Regions from separate parts of the Capra hircus genome. Here region 1 is linked to region 2. The links are chromatin contacts, called in public Hi-C maps. All regions are on one chromosome and are shown on one strand. Each heading gives the region's core, a stretch centred on a gene start, on an enhancer-like site or on the middle of the called end of the contact. The rest is flanking DNA. Distances are from core to core; before and after follow the strand shown. Region 1 has its middle 9.6 kb from the start of RPL29. Region 2 overlaps POC1A (POC1 centriolar protein homolog A).

Region 1 (6,707 bases), core at 2,649-5,148, 180 kb before region 2:
ACTGACTTGAGTTCAAATTCTGACTGTCGCTTCCCAGAGGAGTGACTTCACCTCTCAGAGCCTCAGTCTCTCCACCTGTGACAGTGGGGGGATGCTGAGCAGGCAGGAAGCCTCCCAGGGTCTGGCTGAGCATTTCCTTGGGAAATGCTTAGAGCCTTGGGAGCTGCCAGGGTTCTCATCACCCTATTTCACAGACGAGGAGATGGAGTCCTTGGATCTAACTTGCTAGAGGTCCCACAGCCAAATGGAGAGCTGTGCTAAATCACTTCAGTCATGTCCGACTTTTTACAACTCTATGGACCACTAGCCTGCCAGGGTCCTCTGTCCGTGGGATTCTCCAGGCAAGAATCCTAGAGTGGGTCGCCATGTCCTCCTCCAGCAATCGAACCTGCGTCTCTTATATCTCCTGCAATGGCAGGCAGATTCTTTACCACTAGCGCCACCTGGGAGGGCTGTTGTGGTCCAGATGCCCCCACCCCAGGACCAGAGGAACATGGGATGGTATGTGCCCAATGAGGTCAGGGAGGAACCCTGTGATACTGACAGGTGACCTGGAAGAAACCCTGGCCTCTGCAGCCAACAGATGCTAGAGTAGTGGTGTCCACTGTGCTGGCTCTGCTTCCGCTCAGACCCACTGGGCCCTCCCGAAGATGCCTAGAAAGGAAGGGGTGTTGGTGGTGGTAGCAGAGTCCCAGGGAGGAGGGCAGGCTCCTCTCCTGCCATCTTGGGCTGGGCTGGGTTCTGTGGGTCTCAGACACAGGGACTGGCTGGGTGTGAAGGCGGAGATGCTCATCAACACGGAGGCCTGACCTACCAGAAAGGGAGGGATGGAATAGGTAGGCATGAGAGGAGGCCGGATAGGGCAGGACTGTATTCATAAGAGGCTCCCCCAACTCTCAGCCCTGTCTCTGAGGTGAAGAAAGAGCATCTGAAAAGGAAGGATGAAGCTGAGGGCTGGGAGGGACCCTTTCCTTCCCCACTAGCAGCCCCCAGTGGAGCCAGCACCGCAGTGCCATGGCAACTGTGGCCTCTCCAGCTCCCCTCTCTCCTTGAGCCCCGTTGCGCCTGGATGCCCCTCCAGCCTGTGCACACCTTTCTAGCTGGGGCTAAAGAGAAGCTGGGGAAGGGGAAGGCTCCTTTCTCAGCCCCTGTGACAGCCCAGAGGCTGAGTCCCAGGGCCACCCCAGGCTCAGGATCATGTGGAAGATTCTTTAAGGGGCAAGTAGGAAGGGAGAAGTGGCCTTTGCAAGAATTCTTCTGAATGAAAGAAGAATGAATGATGAAATCACCTCCCTAAGACTTCAAACCCCCAACTCTCAGTCTGTACTCTCTCCCAGGTCAGAGAGGTTGCGACCCAGGAGCCCCTGGAAGGGATGAGAAAACCAGCGCCGGGGCAAGGGTCTTAAAGATCGCCTGGATCCCCTCTCCACGCCTATAGGTAGGGCAGCTGAGGTCTAGAGATGAGCAGGGACTTGCCCAAGGCACACAGAGAGTATGTGGCAAAGGCAGAACAGGGGTGGTCAGAGTGGGGCAGGACAGGGGGCATTCTTACTGTTGGCTTGAAGAGCAGGCAGTGAGGACCAGGGGGGTTGTGCCTTACAGTGTGGAGGCGGGGGTGGTTCTGGGGAAGGCTCTGGGCTTGCCTTGCCTGCTGCCCACTTAGTGCTTCAGTAAACCCACTTCCGGCCTCAGGGCACAATGGAGTGAGTGAGGGAGGAGGCCTGGCCCTGATTAGGGAGGAACAAGGGACACCAGATAGAGCCGCAAGGAGCTGGGGATCCGAGGAGGGGCGCAGGAGAGCTGGAACCCGCAAGGTCCCACTGAGAGCCCCTAAGTGAGAAGCGCCCTGACCCAAGTGCTGCCCTTTCCAAGCTCTGGGCCCCTGGGCAAAACCCCCAAACTCCCAGCATCTGCCCCTCACTCTCCCCCGCTCCAGGTAAAACAGGGTCAGCCCACAGCCTGGAGGGAGATTCTCTGTGACGTGCAAACAGAAAGAATGACCCCTGGCTCCACTTGGGAGATGAGTGGCTGGGCGTGTGAGCTTGAAATCCTTCATCTGCTGGCCCAGGGCTACTATCAGGATCACCTGGAGCATCTGTGAGATGCAGAAGCTGAGGGCTGGGACAGGAGGCGGCTGCGGGCACAGCACCCCAGGATGCAGAACAGAGAGAGTCTATCTAGGCAGGAGGCTCGGGTTTGGAAGAGGGGCGCTGGAGCCTTCCTGGGAGAGGAGGGGGGCTGCTGGGGTGCAGGGGCAGGCCTTGTGAGGTCAGGGAGAGGTGGGGGTGGGGTGAGGAGGATGCTGTGGGCCGAGCAGACTCAAGCTGGCATTTGCTCCTTATGGCTCTGGCACAGGACCCCAGCTGATGAGGGCCTCCAGGAGCTGTCGCTGTAGCCCCGAAGCCCCCAAGGCCTGGCCCACAGTGGGTGTCCTAAATCCAGGGCCTGGGCAGGAAAGGGGCGTTCTGCTAGGGCCAGGAGCCAGGAGCTCTGCATTGATCCTCGCCACACCTGCAGACTGGCTTCTTCTGTTAATCCTATGTTACAGGTGAGGAAACAGAGGCCCAGACAGGTAAAGTGACTTGCCCAGGGCCACACAGCCATTTCTCCGTCAAGGCCACTCCTCGAAGCTCTGCTGGGCTTGGATGCTGCTGGAGACACACGCTGACGACAGCTTGGGAAAAGGAGGGCCACGTCCTAGCTGAGGAGCGAGCCTCAGGGACAGCGTGCTGTGGTGTCCACGGCAGGTGGGTCCAATACAGCACCCTCCTCCGCAGCACTGTTGGTCCTTCTTTCCGTGTCCCCCCCAGCGCTTGTTCATTAGTGGGTCGTCACATTCTCAAGCACTCACCGTCTGTCCACTGGTGAAGGCTGGAGGGCATGACACTTAGCAGCTGGGTGACCTTGAGCAAAAGCTCCATCCGTTTGTAGCTCCGTGACGTCCTCCTGAGACAGGGATGAGCGTGCCACCTACTACACTGTAGGTTATGGTGAGGCTCCGGGGATCCTCACAGGGCCTGGCCGATGGGGGTCTGTCCCATTTGATAGCCCCCCCCACCCCGCCCACAAGGCTTGAAACGGCCAGAAGGCTAGGTGATACCCGGCTCTCTCCCTGACCCCCAAATCTCCCCTGGAAACATGTAGGCTGCCCACCCCCAGGGCACCCCGCCCAGAGAGGGCTGAGAGAGTGGGGATGGCTCCCCAGATGCTCTCTTCACCCCCCCAGCAGGCAGGGATGACGAGATGACGGTGGCGGGGGTGGAGCCAGGAGAGGGCGGCTGAGGACGTTTGCTGAGTGGAGGCAGTGAGGGCCCGTGCGGGCCCCTGGCCACCCCCAACAACCAGCCCGCAGCACAGGGAGCCGTGGGTGAGGGGCCCAGGGTCGTCGCTCCGCCTGCCACAGCGCTGGCCCTTCCTGCCTGGCGCGAGTCCTCCAAGCACTAGTTTTCAGCGATCTTTTTTCTGCAAGAAGCTCCGAAGCTCCCGGAGGCGCGGGGGCGGCTTCCCCTTGACTTGCGTCTCTTAGAGGATGCGGCTGGCTAAAAATAACTAGAATTACTGTGCGCCCGCCCCCGGCGTGGAGGAGGGGCCCGGGGGCCTGCGGGGGCGGGAGCCTGGAGGGGATGGAGCTGCAGCCGGGAAGGGGTCCCCTGTGAGGAGGAGAAAAGCGGTGCTGGCAGGTGGGAAGGGGTGCCGGGGGCTGAAGGGAACGGCCCTGTCTCACCCACTTCTCTTCAGGCCGGCTCCGGAGCAGAGCTGGGGGTGCAAGCTGGCCCTGATCTCGGGCCGCGCACCGCGTAGGGAGCCAGTCTGGCTGGGTAGTAGCAGCGGGCTCCTTCCAGCAGGAAGTCTGTGTTTGAAGGAGACCTCCTTCCACTCAGGTCAGCGCTATTGAGTGCAAGCAGTGACAGCAGGGGGCGCTCCTGGTTTCCGCTCGCCTTGCCTGTGGCGGGACACGGAGCCCCAGATCCTTATCCAAAAGCTGGGTGCAACTGCAGCGCGAAGCACTATACCCCTGGGCAAGCCGAGGCCTCCTCTCGTAGCCCCACCTCCTCCGTCTGTCTGCAGAGGCAGCATGAGGCCTCCCTCATCAGCCTCTGGGTACAGGGCTGAGACAGCCACATGTGACCACCCCTCACAGCATGCTGGGGCCTGTGGTAGAGTCCAGGAGGCCCTAAGCCAGCAGGACCTGTGGTCCCCACATGAAGGGGCCTGGTCAGGGAGGGTGGGGGCTCCAGTGCCCGTGGGACAGGGGAGGTCACTGTGAGGCCCAGGAAGGAGCCTGAGGTCGGGCTGCACAGTGGGCTGCCAGTCCTGCTGGGCTCCTGATGCTGATCTCTGCCCTCCCTAGCTTCGAACCCCAGGGCCGAGGCAGAGCACAGGAGGCTCAATGTCAGGGCCAGGGTCTCAGGGTGGAGAGGGGACGGCGTGGCTGGCCTTTGTGCACACGCAGACCCGGCAGAGGCAGTGGGGGACACACTGGTGGGGGGACCAGTCAGCCCTGCAGGAGGAATGGGCTGGGACCTCTGGGGCGCTGGGTGGGGGTCCTTCATGCTCTGCATCTCAGCTTCCTTATCCGTAGGGGTGGTGGTTGGATGCCCTGGCAGTCCCCTTAGATGGAGAGAAGGAGCTAAAGTGCAGTAGGGAAACGAGCAACTACCCTGCCTGCCTCTCACCTCTCGGCACTCACGGGGCTCTGCAACGTTCTGTCTTAAAGTCACCCTCACTTTGCACACAAGGAAACCAGGGCTCAGAAAGAGGAAGTGACTCCCCCGAGCTCCTAGAGCTTGTACATGATGAACCGGACCTTTATTTACTTATTTGGTTGCGCAAGGTCTTAGATGTGGCACATGGGATCTTTAGTTACGGCAGGCGGCATCTAGTTCCCTGACCAGGGATGCCACCCAGGGGCCCCTGCATTGGGAGCATGGAGTCTTAGCCACTGGACCACACAACTGGACCTTTGAACCCAGGACTGTCCAGCTGCACAGTCTGTTTTCTCATTTCATCTTGTTCTGAACATGGAGCCAGATGCACTTGTGCGGTTGAGTCGAATTGGGGTGCACGGGTGTGGATCCAGAAACGAGATGCACAGTGTCACATAGCTGTGGACCCACACCCCGACCCACCCATCCCCTACCCCTCTAGGCTTGGCTCAGGTCACAGGGCACCTTGTTCCAGGGCACCAGTGTGCCTGGGAAGTGTCCGTGTGTGCATGGGGGGTCGGGGAGAAGAGGGAGTGTATACCCTGGCGGAATGGGAACATTGTCATTAACAATAATGATAATACAACCCACCCCGCAGGATGTTTTTAGCAGCTCTGTTCCTGAGGAGAAGCTAAGAACACCACAAACATCCAGTAACAGGAGATTTAAGAAATCAACAGCACCTCCCGCAGCAGGGGTGAACCCTAAAGCGTAATGTAGAGGGAAGAGCGCACACTGCAGGAACTACACTCGGTTCAAAGCCGTTTTATCAAGTCCTCCACCAGAGTGAACAACACTGTACTGTTTTAGACGTTCAAATGTGTATGGTCGAGCTCTTACAGAAGAGCAAAAACGGGCATTCTTGGTATGCTGGGGGAGGTAGGAGTCGGGGAGGGGTGTCACACACAGGGAGATTCCCCCGATGAAATCTGTCGCTGGCTCACAGGGTGCCCGGTGCTGTTTGTGGTGCTGGGGGCAGGGTAGGTGGGCACAAGCAAGACAGACGTGAACCCCAGGTCTCACGGCGCTTACAGGCTCGCGAAGCGCACTTTGATCCTATTCTTTTGTTGCACGGTAGGTCACCAGCGTCTGCTAGGTTATTATGTATTGTCACAGACATTCCTTTGTGGTTGTTGTTCAATCACTAAGTCGTGTCCGACTCTTTGCAACCCCAACGGACTGCAGCATGCAGGCTTCCCTGTCCTTCACTTTCTCCTGGAGTTTGCTCAAACTCATGTCTGTTGAGTCAATGATGCCATCCAAGCATCTCATCCTCTGTCGCCCCCTTCTCCTCTTGCCCTTAATCTTTCCCAGGATCAGGGTCTTTTCCATTGAGTCAGCTGTTCTCATCAGGTGGCCAAAGTATTGGAACTTCAGCTTCAGTCCTTCCAAAGAATATTCAGAGTTGATTTCCTTTAAGATGGACTGGTTGGATCTCCTTGCAGTCCAAGGGACTCTCAAGAAAGCCCCTTATGTTGTTACTCCTTGGTGCTGCTGCTGCTGCTGCTAAGTCGCTTCAGTCATATCTGACTCTGTGTGACCCCATAGATGGCAGCCCACCAGGCTCCCCCGTCCCTGGGATTCTCCAGGCAAGAACACTGGAGTGGGCTGCCATTTCCCTCTCCAATGCATGAAAGTGAAAAGTGAAAGGGAAGTTGCTCAGTCATGTCCGACTCTTCAAGACCCCATGGACTGCTACCCCTTATGTTATACCTAAAAGAATGTCACAGACATTGTTTTACATTAGTCAAATACTATACTTAAAGAAGTAAATAAAAACCACAAAGGTAATCAACCTCTCCCTCAAATAATCCCACCCAAGTGGGTGAGGTGTGGGGGCTGAGCTCCTCTCTCTGCCTCTTCTTACTGATACACCGTCACATTCATCCAGGAGTCCCAACCCTTGGACCCACATCCCCCCCAGGTGTCCAGTTCCAGCTGAATGCCCCACAAGGTTACCCCCTCACTCATCATCAGGTGAAGGTCAGATTGGCTTGGAGT
Region 2 (6,675 bases), core at 396-2,895:
GCTGAGGCTCCGTCCCGGGCACCACTGACGACGGCGGCCCTGAGGCCAAGGCCAGGATGGGCGAGACCGTCGGTGCTGACAGCCTTGCTAGGCCGACACCACTGTCCTCAGCTTCCAGGGGGAAGCCAGAGGTCAGAGAGGTGCACTGACTTCTGCAGGCCCAGCACTGGGGCCAGAACTTGGTCCCTTTGACCAGACCATGCCCCACCTCGTGTCCCTCTAATGAGTGCGTCACTTTCCTCATGCTGGGGCCCTGGGAGGAGACCTGACCCTCTGGCTTCTCAGATGCTGAAGGTCCTCACAACTGTCCAAAGGATGATGCCAAGCCCATCCCTGGCCGCACCCTGAGGGCCAGTGAGCACATCCAGGCTTGAGGCAGGGGACATGATCTCCCGTAAAGAGCAAGGACTCTTCCTCAAACGCCTGCAACCCACGGCAGAAAAACACACAGCAAGAGTCAGCTCAGCACACCACCGCAAACCATCGCTTCCTTCTGGCCAAACTTTAATGTGGTTCTACCTAGCATTCTCCAAGCAAAGCCAGATGAAGGAGGTTCTCTCCTAGAGGATGACGCTGCAGCCGCTGCCTACGGCCACCTCGGTCCCTCTAGAGTAGCACAGGGAGCAACAGGGACCCCTGCTGCCCGTGGGAGGGGCCTCTGTCAGTGGGGCCGACACACCCAGGACAACAGGAACACTGGGAAGCACTTCCACTCAGTGCCAGAAAGACCAGACAGGTTGTAGGCTGGAAAGGGACCCGAGGTCACGGAGCAAGGGCAGCTGCAGCCTGCACGGAAGAGAAAGCAGGTTAGACAGAGCTGCAGGAGAACGCACGTCTGCCTCGTCTCTGGAATCTACCCACAGCTCCCCTTCCCTGAGCTGCCCATAAAGGGGGGTGAAGCAGTAGTACAAGCTGGCTAATGCCAAGTGCTCAGGCTGCCTGGAGCGCTCCACTTGCCCTGACGCACTCGATCCTCAGGCGCGGCCTGTATGTTTACCCTGGAGGACAGGGCTGAGGGTCGGGTATGAAGCCTCCAGCCGTGCCTCTCACTGCCCTCCTGTGCAGGTGGGGCCCAGGGGCTGGGGCCACAGAACCCAGGAGTGCTGGGCAGCCATCCACCAGGACAAAGCAGATCCACTCTCCCTGGCGGGAACCACGTCCACTTGCCCGGGTGAGAAACCGCCACCAGGAGCGGAGCACCATGGCTGCAGGCGCAGGGTCTGGGTGCAGGGTGGGAGCAGGTTACGATCGCCCAGATAGCCTTCCAGGAGGACAGTCACCACAGGCTGACAGGACTTCAGGGGGGCACTTTCAGGTGGCAAGTTTACTTGAGTCTTAGAAATCTCTCAACTGTCTCATACTTTCAATATTTTGATGAATATATAGCTACACTACATGAATACAAAGATAAAATGACAAAACTGTTTTCATTCCGAGGAAAAACAAAAAGGAAAGAGAAAAGGGAAGGAAAATAGTACAGAGTGTATTGAAAAGCCGGGCTCTCTGCCTGCCCAGAGCTCGCTGAGGAAGGGCGGGTTTCCAAGAAGTCACCACAACTAAGGAACCGAACAAACACTCGTGGGTCAGTCGCCTTTCCTGTTGTCACTCAACACCAGATGCCAGCTTGGGCACAAGATGCTGAAGGCCAAGCGGCAGCAGGACCACTGAAGAATGTGGCCAACAGCCCAGTCTGGCAGGGGCATCAGGACCAGAGAGCAGGTGCTGGAAGTCCTCCAGGCAAAAAGAGCTAGAGCTACCCCTAGGGTCCAGGTCCCAGGAAATGCCAGGGAGGGTGCAAGCGACACGGGTGCTCTGAGGACCCCTCAGGGTGGAGGCCCATGGTCCTCCCCACTGGTGCCCATTTACCAAGAGGACAGCACGGCTCCTATGCCAGGCCCCTCAGTGTTCCTTCCACAAAGGCTCCTACCCTTCCACCCGGGGTGCACAAACAGTCCGGGGCACTTGAAGCACAGCCCGGAGAACGGCTGTCCCTGGGCTCTGCTGTGGGCCAAAGTCATCATGGACTGCAGCGCAGACGCAACTCTCCACTGCTGATGATCCGCATGCCAAGCCTCGGGAGGTCTTTGGAGACCCAGACTACCCAAATCTTTCTTGGTTTTCAGTAAATTCATTTAAGGCTACAAATCTGCCTCTGACTGCCACTGAGCACGCACCACCTTAGATCTTAGATCCCCAAAGCTTCCACTATGCGGTATTTTCCTGTCCTTCATCCCAGTGTCCCGTTTCACTGGGACTCTCTGAAGTCCAGCAGTTATTCAGGAGCATCCTCTGGTTTCCAAACCCTGGGGGCCGGGGCGTCTCTCTCAGCCCTGGCAGGGGCCCGGTATGACGTGTGTTCTCTGAGACTGCCCTGCCTTCACAGTAACTGGCCCCTTTCAGTCAATTAGTCACTCCTGAAACACTCATCCACCGGCTCAGGGCAGGCATGGCGCCAGGCTGTTTCTTCCCCAAGGCAAGGCCCAGGGCCTCTCCAGGGCTTCCTGAGCGGTAGCCTGAGCAGCAGCTCTCACCGGGGCCCCAGCAGTGTGGACCCGAGCTGTCCCCCTGCCACTGGGGGTGCCCGTCCGGGGCCCAGGCCCACTGGCAGGGACGCCACGTAGGCTCTAGCAGCTCCTTCCCGCTCGCTCCCGGGATCTGGCCAGTTGGAGCCTTGTCTGAGATGATCACCGGGAGCACTGGGTGCAGCCAGGGCCCCCACCTCCCTCTCCCCACTGACCCAGCGTCACGTGGCCCTCGAGCTTGGCTGGACTCACACCCAGTCATTTCACCACACACTGCCTCTGCCTGGACAACCTCTAGATCCAAGGGACCCACACTGGCTAGCTCCTTCGCATTCATACAGCAAAGCATCAACGGCAGGGGTGGGGAGGCAAAACAAAGGATGCCACAGCGTTTAGATCCCACAGCTCTGATGACCCTCACCCCGCGGCCCCTGCAGCTTGTCCAGACCTCTCCGCACTCCTCACCTTCCAGCCTGAGGCCCTGCACACCTGAACCCTGGCTATTGTGTCGACAACAGTTACAGTGGAAGGCCAGCCAGGCACCCCCATCACCACTACCCAAGTGTTTTGATGTTTTTCACTGGCTTCCAGCAAACACAACAGAATGTCACACCACATGCCCCACGCCAGAGATAGAAGCATGGCCATCAAACACACACACAGAGATCAAGCAGGCCTCTGGCGTAGGTGCTTGACTCTGACCCCTGTGTTCAGACAGAGGCACCGTAACCCAGCCCACCAGACTGTGTCTTCCACAAAACTCCGAAAGGGAGGCTCTACACTGGCTCACTCAACCTGCTGTGGCCTGGTGGATGTCCTTTTAGGGAGCCCCGTGGACAAGGAACAGCCCCCTAGCTCCTAGGCTGCTCCTGACCTTAGCCAAGGACACCTGTTCCCAGCCCTTAACCTGGGCTGCCAGCAGGGAACAGAGGATCAGGCTGAGTTCCTGTTAACTTCCGTTGGCGCTCATGAACTATTCTCCTCCCTCTTATGTTCCCTCATCTCTTGCAGGAGGAACCCAGCCATCGAAGCCAGGGCTAAGCCTCTCAAGCAGCAAAGCGAATCCCCCAAATTAACCGACTACATAAGAGCTGCAGGGTGTAAAGAAACAAGGCAGGAGGGGCTTGTTCGGAGGACTTCCTCCCGCCTGGGGCAGCCGGGGCGGGCCCACATGCACAGGCACTCTGTACTGCTGCTGCGGCTCCTCCTGGGAGGTGAGCCCCACTTAATGCCACTCCCCCAGCTCCAGCCCAGGCCCCAGCAAGGCACAAGCCGCCAGGAGCATCAGCTGACCCATTCTCAAAGCCTGTGATTTCTCAGCAACCGAGCTCAGCCCCTGGCACAGACAGACGCTGTCCCAGTTTGGGGTTCTGGGCCTCGGGTAATGGGTGCTCGCCCCACCGAGGGCCAGCTGTGGTGTGGGGAACCACGGGCCTGCTGGTCCCTGTGTGGTTCCATCACTCCATAGAGACACGAACTCCAACTGCACAGCCACAAGCACCAGATTTAACTCCCCACCCACGCCCCACCTACCATCCTCTCCCAAATAGCTCTGGGGACGAAAACCAAATGAGCATGGCTCGAGATTATGTTTCGGAAAATACAGAAAAATAAATCTGTATTTCTAGCACACTGTCCCCACGTGTGCCACACAGAACTCCGGGGGGGGGGGCGGCGGGTGGTGAGGGGGAGGCCTTGCTCGGGGCAGTTGGTGGGAAAGCCCTCTCCACTGCGAAGTGAGGGGTGCGGTGGGATGAGGAGGCTCCTGTGCAGTGACAACCCGAAGTCTGCACTGGCTCTGGCAAGAAGCAAGGACTCCCTTCCCTCCTGCCTAAGTGTCCCAGTCTAGGCGGGTCTCCAAGGGCAAGACTTTCCAGAGCCTCAGAGAGGGCACTGTCTTCCGCAGACAGCCCGGTGCCATCAGATACCACGCTGTCCGCCAGGGGTCAGGCCCCGGAAGGGACCCGATTAAAGAAGGGCCATGCGAGCAGGCCTGGAGACCAAAACAGCAGTGGGACAAACCGCTCAGGGCAGCGGTGGGACAAGGACTCTGGCTCAGGGAATCACTGTACCCCACCCACTGGGGGATGAATTTTAGGAGCTGTGGACAAAAGTCAAGTCAGAGTGAGAGGATGATATGGAGCAGATGAGAACAACCCTAAGCAAAATAAGAAGCCAGACAAACCCTACAGAGATTCTGGGGGTGAACGGGAGGAGGGGAAATGGACACATCCCATCCCAGACGGGAAAGGGGTGACGGCCATCAGAGCCCCCTACCATGAACTCAGTTTCCTAACAAACACTGTCCACCCATGGTGCCAGGACCATGCCCAGAACAGAAACTGTAAACTGCCTGTTAAAGAGCTCTCACCTAGGGACTTCCCTGCTGGTCCAATGGCTAAGACTTGAGCTCCCAATACAGGGGGCCTGGATTTGATTCCTGGTCAGCAAACTGCCACATGCCACAACCAAAGATCCCAAGTGTCACAACTAAGACCCAGCACAGGAAAATAGATAAATATTTTAGAAAAAAGAGCTCTCACCTAGAACAGCACGGGGTCATTTTCCAAGAGCTGCACAGAAAAGGGACTGACCCCTGTGAGGACCTACTATGTCTGGTGCTGAGCAACACAGACATCCTCTCCCATTATGACAGGTACAGGTGTCATTCTTACAGAGGAGGAAAGGCTGGCAAAGGCAAGGTCTTGAATGGTTTGATCCCAACACCCAAGCCCTTTCCTCCCTTTTGTGGATCCCCAGAACTCATGCTTTTCTGGCTGAACAAGATGAGAGAGTGCCCAGCGTCTTTTCTAAACCAGAAACAGGTGGGTATAAGCGGTTCAGTCCTGGAAATACTGGGGTGGTTCCTTAGAAAGCTCGGCATCAGACAAGGCTGTGAACTTTCCCCAATAAAATATATCAGACATTTGGCCTCAGTCAAAGCAGCTGGCAAAGATGACCATGAGGGCTCCTTTCCACCAGATCACTGAGAGAGAAATCACCCCAGTGTCCCCAGGAGAGAAGGCGGAGGAAAGAGGGCAGTGCCCCATCCCCAGGTTGGCAGAACCTCTCTACTCTGTCCACTCTCCACCTGAATGGCAGACTCACGTGGAGGCAGAGGGCTACCCCATCTCTCAGACCCAAAAGGCTCCTCGGCCCGTCCCACACCCCTGCCCTGGCAAAGGGCACTGTCTGCTCAGCTGGAGTTTGCAGACCTGCTGCCCTCAAGCAGCAACAGCAGCAGGGCTATTGAAAGGCCAGGGCCCACTTGGGCTGGAGCCAGCAATGGGCCTGCCCAGCTCTCTGGCCTGATGCCCAAATCACTTGTGGACACTCACCCCAAAGAAGTCTCTCAAGAGCCACGCGAGCCCCAGTAGCAGCCCAGGAGTTGTTTCAGGGGCACAGCATGTGTGATGCCAGCTCCCACGAGGCAGGAGCCTCGCTCAGTCACCAGTCGCACCCCCTGAATGGCCCTTTGTGGCTCAGAATCCCAAAGCCGGGACTGCAGGGAGAAAGCCCCAGAATCCTTTAGGCTCACAACAAACTAGTAACTCATGTCCGCCCCCAAACCCACAAGCCAGCCGGCCTCTCAGGGGCCAATGGAAGTGTGGCCAGTCACACACCAGAGAACCACCAAACTGCCAGCAGGGTCAGACCCCTGGGGCACCAGCTGCCCTGGGTGCTGCACGCGGGCCCAGCCCAGGAGACCAAGGCCACCACAGGTGATCCCGATCTTAGCTTTGCGCTTGGCATGTGGCCGTCCTGGTGCTCCTGTGCCTTCAGGAGATGGCAGACTTCTGGCCTCAACCCAAGGCAAGAGAGCTTCTGCCCAACAGCTCTGCCTCCTCGACCCTTCCTTCTCCACTCTGACCCTTTCTCGCTCTTCCCCCATTAGAGGTGGTTTAGGCCGGCCCTCTCGCAGGACACAGAGACACTTCCTTGGCGCACACACAGAGCCCCCTCTCTTGGTCAGGGTCTGGTGCACCCCAGCACCAGCCCCCTGCGGCTGACTCCTCTCAACTGGCCTCTGACCCCCAGCCTGCACTGTACCTTCTCACAGGTATGGAACTGGAGGCCCAAGGGGGTTGCTGCTCCATGGAGCAGAATAACTCAACAGCCCTCCCTCTAAAGCTCCCTCAGGGCTCTGCCTGAG

What was found. A called contact is a pair of places that touch in the nucleus more often than the background predicts.
Region 1: a Hi-C map of blood shows a contact between it and region 2, with 3 times the contacts expected there. The contact joins two enhancer-like sites. A contact is called at or near these places in 4 of 5 Hi-C or Micro-C datasets (blood and liver).

What each region holds. Positions count from the first base shown.
Region 1 is chr22:49,022,787-49,029,493 of ARS1.2, reverse strand. No RefSeq gene overlaps it. Among named protein-coding and RNA genes, the nearest start is that of RPL29, 9.6 kb to the left of the region's middle. Within about 2 kb of position 3,898, at least 4 of the 5 cell types and tissues checked have an H3K27ac peak or open chromatin away from gene starts, as enhancers often do.
Region 2 is chr22:48,844,846-48,851,520 of ARS1.2, reverse strand. All of the region lies in intron 8 of POC1A (POC1 centriolar protein homolog A), which reads right to left. Among named protein-coding and RNA genes, the nearest start is that of POC1A, 54 kb to the right of the region's middle. Within about 2 kb of position 1,645, at least 2 of the 5 cell types and tissues checked have an H3K27ac peak or open chromatin away from gene starts, as enhancers often do.